Regions from separate parts of the Mus musculus genome. Here region 2 is linked to region 1. The links are chromatin contacts, called in public HiChIP or PLAC-seq maps. All regions are on one chromosome and are shown on one strand. The core of a region is the stretch at or near the end of the contact, and the rest is flanking DNA. Distances in the headings are between cores, read along the strand shown. Region 1 overlaps Sesn1 (sestrin 1). Region 2 overlaps Zbtb24 (zinc finger and BTB domain containing 24).

Evidence for each region. HiChIP or PLAC-seq counts read pairs in DNA pulled down with a chosen protein or histone mark.
Region 2: an H3K27ac HiChIP or PLAC-seq map of embryonic stem cells shows a contact between it and region 1, with 5 read pairs. The contact joins two enhancer-like sites. A contact is called at or near these places in 2 of 39 promoter capture datasets (embryonic stem cells and hippocampal neurons), 5 of 484 Hi-C or Micro-C datasets (the N1E-115 cell line, erythroblasts, natural killer cells and 2 more), 7 of 115 datasets of contacts at active chromatin or transcription factors (the SCID.adh cell line, astrocytes, bone marrow-derived macrophages and 3 more) and 2 of 9 other capture datasets (adipose tissue and liver).

What each region holds. Positions count from the first base shown.
Region 1 is chr10:41,828,824-41,834,122 of GRCm38.p6, reverse strand. All of the region lies in intron 1 of Sesn1 (sestrin 1), which reads right to left. Among named protein-coding and RNA genes, the nearest start is that of Sesn1, 21 kb to the right of the region's middle. Within about 2 kb of position 3,047, at least 40 of the 459 cell types and tissues checked have an H3K27ac peak or open chromatin away from gene starts, as enhancers often do. A contact at or near this core is called in embryonic stem cells, where this site is marked.
Region 2 is chr10:41,463,362-41,468,646 of GRCm38.p6, reverse strand. Zbtb24 (zinc finger and BTB domain containing 24) reads right to left here. Exons shown (of 7, transcript NM_153398.3): 7 at 3,065-4,370. The coding sequence ends at 3,605. Among named protein-coding and RNA genes, the nearest start is that of Mical1, 10 kb to the left of the region's middle. Within about 2 kb of position 3,901, at least 20 of the 459 cell types and tissues checked have an H3K27ac peak or open chromatin away from gene starts, as enhancers often do. A contact at or near this core is called in embryonic stem cells, where this site is marked.

The DNA of each region.
Region 1 (5,299 bases), core at 1,798-4,297:
CTTCCAACGGCTAATCCCAACAACCATGAACATACCTCTAGACTGTGTTGGAGGACATAGGGTAGATGCAAGGAGTATACAGAGCTCTGATATAAAGGGAGGGAGGGTGCCACATTTTATGGGGTAGGACTTGGGGTTGGAACACAGCATAGACAGACCATATACTGGCTAGAACTACCATATTACAGGGGCCAGTGAAAGGTATATAGCCATGGTCTTGTTCCTGTTCTTAGCTGGAATCTTCTTTTGTCAAAGACAACCAAAGCTTATGACTCAGGAATTATTACCCCAAACCACAAACCTGAAAATTTAACTACTGACCTAAAATACTGTATTAGCTCTCCATTACTGGTACGTGTGTGTTTTTCCCATTAACATTTTCTTTTTAACACAGGGCTATGATATGCAGCCCAGGCTGGCCTTAAACTTCCGAGTTCTGTGATTGTAGGCACAAGCCACTACACCTAGGAATTCCAGAATTTTTAAATGTTCATCATGGTACTCCTCAAACTGTAAACATGAATTAAAGTTAAAAATTGGTTTAGAAATTTTAAGAAATGTTAGTAGAAGTGCTGAGAGTCAGCATTTCCAGTGCCCTCCTAGTCAATACAAAGACTGCTTGTATCTGAAGAAAAGAGGCTTATAAAAGAACCTTCCTTAAAAGATGAGGTCAGCCACCTGCTTAAGAAGGGGCCTTCTCTCCTGGCTTGCTCACCCCATTTAAAGACAGGCAGCTCCAGCTGGTCCTGGCAGATAGGTAGGAAGCTAGGTACAAACTGTCAAGTAGTAATAATAATAGCTAACATGTATCCATTCATTCACACACCTGCTTATATGCACTAGTGTCAGACAAGAGACTAAGCAATGAACAGACAGGTCTTAATCTTCATGGAGCATACACTATTAATCCCAAGTAATTAAAAAACATAACAATCTCAAGCAGCATGGAATTAGGAAGGGAAGAACACAACTGCAGTCCTGGCCAAGATAGAGAGAGACTGAGGTTCAGAGAACTGAGTACCAGTCTTGGCTTTATAGTTCATGCCTGCTTGCTTCTTCTCCTCTTTAAAAACTGTTACAAAGTAAAAGGAGGCACAGGGCTAATGCCTTACAAAGATCAATATGCTATTATCTTTATGTTACTGACTGTAAAACAGAAGCTTGGGGTTGGGAGAAGAGAATAGGTTGGCAGAGAGGCACAAAATTATAGAATTCCCAAAAATAATGTTTGAGAAAAAATATATATTTAAGTTGATTTAAAGACAATATAATGCATATATGAAACACAATGTAATGTTTATATATGTGGATGCATATATAATGTTTCTGTGTGTTAAAAAAAATAAAGTTGGATTGCCAGGTGGTGGTAGTATACACCTTTAATCCCAGCACTTGGGAGGCAGGGACAAGTAGATCTCTGTGAGTTCAAGGCCAGCTTGGTCTACAGAATAAGTTCCATAACAGCCAGGGCTACACAGAGAAAACCACCAGTCTTGAAAAAACAAACAAACACAAGCCCAGAAAGCAAATACAACCAATCTAAACAAAACAAAACATTAAAACCTTTTTAACTTAAAAAATAATTCCCCAAACAAGACAAACATCAACAAACTAAAACTTAGAGCACTAACTAGCTTGCCCCGTAGAGCGTTAGCAAGAGCCAGTGTGTGTGCACAGCAGTCTGGCAGGGGCAGCTCTGGACCGTGGCGTATTTGTCTGTCTCACATTACCAAGGCTGCAGCTGTGCTGTGCTCAGCTCTGTCCCACATTCTGGAATCAAATCTGAAACTTTCTGCCTGTGACCTGCATGCCTGGGAGACCTGCTGCTTAGCTAAGAAAAGTTCAGCCCCATGCAATGAGCATCCTCGTCAAGAGCAGCAAGCTGGTGCTTTCTCACGAAAGTGTACTTTTGCTGGCTTAAGGCTCTCACATTTCAATTGTAAAAAGTCTTCTCTAACAGTTTCAGGAAGTAAGTGTCCTGTGCATGTGGCAGCTCAGGTGGTCTGCTGCTGTTCTGAGGCAAGGTCTCAGGTAGCCCAAGCTGGCCTTGAATTCACCTAATGGCCCAGGATGCTCTTCAACTTCTGACCTTCCTTCCTGTACCCACCCCCAAGTGTTAGGATGTTGGGCATGTACCACCACACCCAACTTCTCAATTTTTTTATGGAGGGTACTCTTTGAAAAATTGATACACTTGGGTTTTCCCCCAAAAGTACATGCAAGAATACACTGTTTTCTCTGTAACTGATGGGTCACACAACATCCTAAAAAGCCAAAATCTTCAATTTGAACCATTAAGCTGTAGCCTCTCCCAGAACAAGTCTTGGCTTTGCTTCCTGGAAAACAAGAACAAGTCTCCTTTGGTAATCAGTTTGGGGCAGTTAAGACTGCCCACTACTCTCTGCAGAGAATGTGAGGTCCATTCTCAGATCCCATGTCAGCACACTCACAACCACTATACGCATGTGCACACAGACAGACAGACAGACAGATGTGCATGTGCACACACATATATATACATAGAGCGAGAGACAGGGATGGGGGAGAGAATGTTTGCTTTACTGGTTTCATGTTCTCATCTTCCCAGAAACTACTCTCCAAGGAGCACATATGCGTTGAGCCCAACTGTGTACCTGCCCAGCTGGATGGTCTAGTCAGATCATCTACCTCTCCAGCTCACGCTCCTTGTGTTGAGTGACTGGATAAAAGCAGCGAGTGCATGCCACAGGCCCAAGAACAGCATCTGGGGGGGGGGGCGAGTTAACTAGACTATGGGCTCTGAGGTCAGCAGTCTTCTCCACCTCTCTTCCACACAGATACCTGTGCAGGTACCTGGAACAGTCTGAGACAGTAAGTGAAAGAGGAGATCAATACTATCACCAGTTAAGCTTGGATATTTAAACTTGGAATTATCTCCTTTCTCCTTTCAGACTCCCTCTAAAAGAAGACAACTGAAAACACAAATGTTCTTAAGTTGTACACACATCTTCTCTTGAGGCCTACAGCATCAAAATTGATGACAAACTAGACTTGAGTTGAGTCAGAGTGCCACCTAGTGCTCACAGCAGCTAACTGCTGAGAACTCAGGAAATGTCCTTGGTGAACAAGGAGGCAGGCGGGCACAAAAATGTAAAGTGAGTGGAAAACTGTCATTAATGGCCAGAGTCTTCAAAAGAAAGGTAACTATAAGGAAAATCAGACATCTGCAGCTTTAGACGCTAGTACATGCGCGCATACATATGTACCATACTAGAGAAAACTTACTTCCGAGTACCCTAAAGTTCTACTTCCTGCAGAATCATTCTGTGAATAGAATCTGGTGCACAGCATTCCCCTTGTATCCTTGGCTTCTCTTTCTATGGCTTTATAATCGCTAGTCATGGTCAGCCATATCCAGAATCAACAATGCGTAAATTTTAAATCACGTGCTATTCTGAGAAGTGATCTCATACCATGCTGCCAGGCCTGTGATTTACTCTTTTCCAGAGTGTGCATGCCACATGCCACATACACTACCCACTCAGTATCTTTTTAGTGGCCACCTCAGTTTTCATAACAGCTGCTGGCTCCAATGTAAGGCTCGCAGTGAAGTAGTGCATACCCAGGAGCCCATAATGTCAAAACACCCAACTTGTTCAGCTCAGGCACCTTATCACTAGTATTGTTAGCATCTTCTGAATACTCACTGGTAGTACCATCTGAAATCTCAAAAAGGGAGAGTTCTAGAAGACATTAGAAGAGAGGAAAAACACATCCATATAGCTTTAATTACAACAAGTAGTTGTTCTGTTATTGTTGTAAACTTAGGTTTACATTGTAGGTACATGCTGAGGCAGGAAGATCAAAAGTTCAAGGTCAGCCTGGGCAACTTTGCAAGACTTTGCTTCAGATTCAAATTTAAAAATTGGGAGGTGGGAATGGTGGTACTTGTAATCCCAGCATGTGGGAAGTGAAAGCAGGAGTATAAGGAGTTCAAGGTCATCGTCAGCTATGTAGTGAGCTTAAGGCAAGCCCGGGCTACATGAGGCCTTGTCACAAACAAACAAATGGAGTGCAGCTTGGTGGAACAGTCCTTGCTCAGAATTCCTTAAGTGGCTGCCTAGTACTGTACAAAGCTAGGTTTGATGGTTCATAGTTATAATTCCAGCACTTGGGAGGCTGATGCAGGAGGACTGTTGTAAGTTCAAGTTTAAGGTCAGCCTGGGCTACATAGTAACTTCTAGACCAGCCCATGTTTGTCTCAAAAATACCAATTAAAATTTATAAACAGCAAATAAATTTGAAAATGGTTTAATTTTTGAACCATTGGGATGACTATACTAAAAATGACATGAGAAAATGTTTCTTATTAAAATTAGTATTCTCTATAATTGAAGGAAGGCCCTTACTTCAACATATTATATGTAGTGGGATAAAATTTTTCAAATTTCTATCAATTATATAATAATTTCTGGTGGTTCTGAAACAACTAAAGATGATAAAGATTAGGGCTTATAGCATAAAGAAATTATTTTACCTCCACCTTTCAGACATGACTAAGTTGATAGTAATACACAGCAGTGTTTTAGTTAGGGTTTCATCGTTGGGAAGAGACACCATTACCAAGGTAACTCTCATAAAGAAATATTGAATTGGGACTGGCTTACAGTTTTAGCGGTTCAGTGCATTACCATCATGGTGGGGGCAGGGCAGTGTGCAGACAGGCATGGTTCTGGAGGAGGAGCCGAGAAGGCTACATCTTGATCCGACGGCAGCCAGGAGAGGACTCTGGCTCACTCTGATCAGACTTAAGCATGTATGTGGGACCTCAAAGCCCCACCTCCACAGTAACACATTTCCTCTACCAAGGCCCTCTCCCAGTAAGGCCACATCTCCTAATAGTGCTACTTCCCAAAGGCCAAGCATATTCAGACCACCACAACCAGCTTCAATTTGAGAAGTCTATTGACTACAGAAATCTGATTGGTAAAATATTCAACCCCATTCTTTTTTTTTTTTTTTAACTTGAGGATGCTTATAAAAGTCTGAGAGTTTTTCATTCATTTTCACTACAGGTGAGACTTGATGTGTATCTCATTATATAGCCACCAAATGGTGACAGAAAGACATCTGCCATTTCCTGCCCTTTGGCCAAGAGCAGACTGGGAAGTTTCCCTGAACTACACAGGCATGAAGGAGAGCAATGTGTGTAGGGAGGCAATGAGGAAGAGGAAGATGATACCAGAGGCAGGTAGACCTCTCCTCCTGAGTCTTGGTGGACCCTAGCAAAGGAGGAGATAGGGCCTGAGTTCAGCATCCA
Region 2 (5,285 bases), core at 2,652-5,151, 370 kb after region 1:
TTTTGGTTTTGGAGACAATGTCTGTGTAGCCCTGGCTGTCCTGGAACTCACTCTGTAGACCAGGCTGGCCTAGAACTCAGGACCCACCTGCCTCTGTCTCCTGAGTGCTGGGATTAAAGATGTGGTGGCAATGCACTTTTGCTTTTAATCAAAAGCACCAGTTCCAGGGGCTCTGACGCTCTCTTCTGACTTCTGAGGGCACATGATCCACAGAATATATGCTGGCAAAACACTCATAAACATAAAAATGAAATAAACCTTTAAAAAAGCTTGTTTTAGAAAGCTATTTAAAAGGAGGCTCATTCCAAAGGGCAGGGTATGCACTGGGGACACACCCAAATACAGGGGCCTCACTATTCTCATCTGTAAAATGGGCCTAATGATAATAATGATATGTACCTCATAGGAGTGTCATGAAGAGTAAGCAGGGAGTAGTAAGAGTAATCAGGGAGCTAACGTAAGAAAGCCATCACTTTCTGATTCTCCTGTGAGCTGGTCAGATAGTGCAGTCTAGGCTGGGACTGGATCCCATGCTACAGAGTCTGAAGGGCTTATAATGTAGCCAGATAAACCAAGGAACTGGACTTGACTGTTGTTACCAAAAACAGTTGTCTGAACTACTTGATAGACGAAGCTAGGTTTTTAACCTATACATTGTATGAAATCTAAAGGCAAATCAAATACTAGTAAACACAGTTGCTAAAACTGAGATGCAGTATGAAATCTACAACTGATTATCAAGGGGAGGGTGTAAAATCTCATTAATACAGTTTAATATTAACTATTATTAATATTAATTATATGTTGGAATATTTGGCAATAAATGTTCTAGTCACATTCTATTACTGTGTCAAATGCCACGAGCAAAGCAAGCTGGGGGAATGAAGGGTTTACCTGGTTTTTACTTTCAAGTTGGAAGTCAGGGAAGGAGGTCGGGGTAGGACATGCAGGCAGACACGCAGTGGGACTTGGTGTACTAGATTGCTCTCAGCTTCATGCTTAACTAGCTTTCTAATGCAGCCTAGAGACCACCTGCTGAAGGAAAGTCGCCACCCACAGAGGGCTGGGCGGGGAGGGGGGGTTGTTACATCAATTAACAAGACAATTCACCACAGACCAATTTGATCTAGGCCAGCTGGTTCTCAATCTGTGGGTTGCAACCCCTTTGGGGGTTGGGTGTGGTGCGATGACCCTTTCACAGGTCATTTACAGCTATAAAGTAGCAATAGAAACTTGGGGGGTCACCACAGCACGCATGCTGACAGTATGGTAGAAGCATTGTGAAGGCTGGGAGCCACTGCTCCAGGCAATCCCTCAACTGCCTCTCTGTAAGCCGCAGAATTAAGACTGAGCAGGATAGTACACTAAATAACTTTGTTAGGGTTAGTCTCGTCTACTGTTACATGTGGCCTGAAAACTGTAAGCTGCCCCAGCACTGAGAATGGAGACCAGGCCACACGCTACCAGTGAACCACATCCCCAGACCTCATTTTCTTGTAGCTCAGGCTAGCCCTATACTCAAGGCACTCCTGCCACCTTTGTCCTGGGATCACATGCCTGCACTACCAGGCCTGCCTCACAGTGCGTTTCTTTCTTAGTGCTGAGGTAGACTGTTAAAAGTAAACTAACTTTTAACTTGTAACCAGGCATGGAGGCATACATGAGAGGAGACATTTAACTAAGCGTGGACATCACAGTGCAAGACTGTTAGTTAGAAATAATAAGTAAATGCATTCTTGGATTGGAAGCAGAGGGCATGCTTAGCATACATACATATTGGTTGAGTGTCCTACACCAAAACCAAGCCAACAGCCTCACTACCATGTTTCTGAGAAATTATCTGGCTATCTACAGGGGGAAAGTTTTACTTTAATAAAAATGTAGAGTTCTAGAAAAAAATTGAGTATTAGGCTGTTTTGAAAAGATGGTAGCTACTTTGTGCTTCAAGAATAAACAGGGGCGCCAGGCGTGGTGGCGCACGCCTTTAATCCCAGCACTCGGGAGGCAGAGGCAGGCGGATTTCTGAGTTTGAGGCCAGCCTGGTCTACAAAGTGAGTTCCAGGACAGCCAGGGTTATACAGAAAAACCCTGTCTCGAAAAAACCAAAAAAAAAAAAAAAAAAAAAAAAAAAGAATAAACAGGGGCTAAAGTGATGGCTCAGTGGGTAAGACCTATGTATGACCAACCTATGCTCACACATACAGTGTCTGCAAACTGGGTCTGAAAGTCGTAATTGTAGAAGGTTGTTCTAGTCAGATCCGAGCCCACATTACTTTCTTGAAACATATTGATACAACTTGGTAACTCAATTTGTAAAATATGTATAATAAAACACAACTTGGTGGGCTGGTGAGATGGCTTGGCAGGTAAAGGCACTGACTGCTCTTCCGAAGGTCCTGAGTTCAAATCCCAGCAACCACATGGTGGCTCACAATCACCCATAATGAGATCTGACACCCTCTTCTGGTGAGTCTGAAGTCAGCTACAGTGAACTTATGTATAATAATAAATAAATCTTAAAAAAAAAACCCACAACTTGGTAAATATAGAACAAAAATGTTCTTGCTAACCTGAAGAACTGTCTATTTCTTTCACTTGCATGGGTGGAAATTCCTGTCATCTAAGGTAAGCCGGGCAATGGCTGTGAAGGAGACGCCCAGGTCACACCACTGTCCACCTCTATCTCTTCCCTATATCTTCTCAAGCCTGGCGCTGTCTTCCTGAGAAGCCGGTCAAAGGCTTCAACTAATGCAGTGATCTTGAAAATGTAACCCAAACATAACTTAACCTTTTGGTGATGGTTTGGAAGTCACACAGTCATAGACACAGGTTGGGTACTTTTCGCTCTGAGGCTCAAAATTAAGTGGTACGGTATGGGATTTAACCTAGACTACAATAAAAATCGATCAGTGTGTTGTTCTCCCTCTAGGAAGTTCTAAGATCAAACATATAAATCAGTATTTTGCACTCAAGTAGAATTCAGCAGTGTATATAGGACTTATATTATATGGAGTAAACTTTTTGAGTCCCAGGTCATTAAGAAGCCTTTTTGATAAAGATCAAGTATCAGTGTCTGACAAAATTTGGTTTATTTGGAATGAGTGTCTAGATCCAGTTTCATACTTTGGAGATTTTTTAAAATAAAATTTAATAGCTGCTTCTTTAAAAAATGTATAGATACATGTTTTGAAGCAAAGTTGAACTCAAACAATTTAAAGGTACTTTGGCTTTTACGTCATGAGTACGGTTTCTGAGTATGAATCTACCTTCAGTACAACTTGGTCAGCTGTACCACACAAAGATAAAATTCAAGAGGTGGACTCTGAGGGGCAAAAGTTACGCCTAAGAGAAGTACCAGGATGGACCCTCTCTACCCAATGATTCAACCTATGCATGAGTGTTTGTTCTAAACAAGACCATACTCTATGGCTGTGGACATTCAACACTTATAGAAACATATAAAACCAATGACCCCAAAGAAAAGCTACCAATCTTGAAGAGACAAAGTAGATCAAATTGGAACCCCCCCTCATTTAAGTATGAGTTGGTATTACAGATAAGACAGTTTCTGCCCTGATGGAGCCCACGATAAAGAATGGCTGGCTCACATCTTTAAGGATCTGTAAGATGATGGCCCAAAAGGCCACCCTGCCACTGTTGCTCCAGGGGAAGGGTCTAGTGGAACGGCCAGAGGCGCTTGGGTCAGCTCTGCTCCTGGCCTAGTGGAGGGGACAGGGGTGGCTCGGGCTCCTGTGTCAGCTGCAGGTACTGAGCTGGTTGTTTGCTCCTGGTGGGCGTGGAGATGCTCCAGCGTTTCCTTGGAAAGTGTGATGACATGCACTGGCTCAGTCTGGGAGGACTCCATCTGGCCTCCAATCACACTGAGGCTCTGAATGTGCTCTGCCTGCTCCTGCTGAGCGGAAAGGATCAGGCCCTGCAGCTGCTCAGGCTGCTGTGTGAGCAGGGTGATGTTGGCAGCCGGGTCTGTGGCCATGCTCTGGGGGCTCTCGGCAGCCACGATGCTGACCCCCTGGCTGGGACCTGGCATGAAGTTAATGTTATGCACAGAGTCGGTGACAAGAAGCTGAATCTCCTGCTCTCCCGACGTGGAGAGCTGGTATGGTTGCAGCTGAAGAATGTTCCTGCCCTCGTCCACATTACTGCCAGAAACACTGCTGGAGTCTGCCGTGTGCTTCTCTTTGCTGTGGATTTTCAAGTGTGCCTTCAAATTGTCTAGGCGAGCGAACTGTAAGCCACACTCGGGGCAGGAGAAGGGCTTCTTGCCCGTATGCAGGATGCAGTGTCTCCTCTTGGCACTGGAGTCAGAGAAGCATTTGCCACAGATGCTGCAGGAGTATGGCTTTTCTCCTCTGTAAGAAAACATACAGAAACACTTGCCTTCCATTTCCTGGTTCACTCAGGCAGAAGCAGTCAAGAGGAATGAAATGTCAAACCCTGCACCTGACCCTTGAGTGCTTACTGTCGCTTAATGCCAGTGACTCAATCCATGTCAAAACCTTTACAATAAACTCTAACTCTGCTTTACATCAAACAAACAAACAAACCACCCCAAAACCAAAACTAAAGAACACAGGAATACTGACCAGAATGATTCCCGAGTCACAGGTTCTCCTACCAACTTACGGACTCTGAGGGAGCCACTTCTATGTGCTTCAGTTTCAAGTCTCAAAAAGAAAAAAAAGGTGGGGCTGGAGAGATTGCTCGGCGGTTAAGAGCACTGACTGCTCTTCCAGAGGTCCTGAGTTCAATTCCCAGCAACCACATGGTGGCTCACAACCATCTGTAATGGGACCAAATGCCCCTTTATGGTGTGTCTGAAGACAGCTACAGTGGACTCATATACATACATAAATGGATAAATAAATAAATAAATAAACGAAAAGGATTACAAAAGGGCTATAAAGGGGCTAAGGTAGGGTGGCAGATGGGACTGGGCTATATGGGCTAAACTTTGTAATTTTGTTGTTTCATGTTTCAAATAACAACATAAACATTTCATACTGCAAGGACAGTTCTATTTTGGTTTAGTTCCTAGAGCTTCTTTTTAGATTTTATGTATTATGATTAATAGCAATATTAAAAAATTTGAGCAGCTCCTAATTATTTTTGAAGCTTTTAGGTATATATCTAAATCCAGCCTGGGAGTCATTTTTCTGAAACATTTGTTCAGAATATACTTTCTCTTTGGATGGAATTTTCTTTGGCTTCAAACTCGATCCCCCTGCCTCTGCCTAGCAGGTGCGGGGCTTGTAGGCATCCATGAT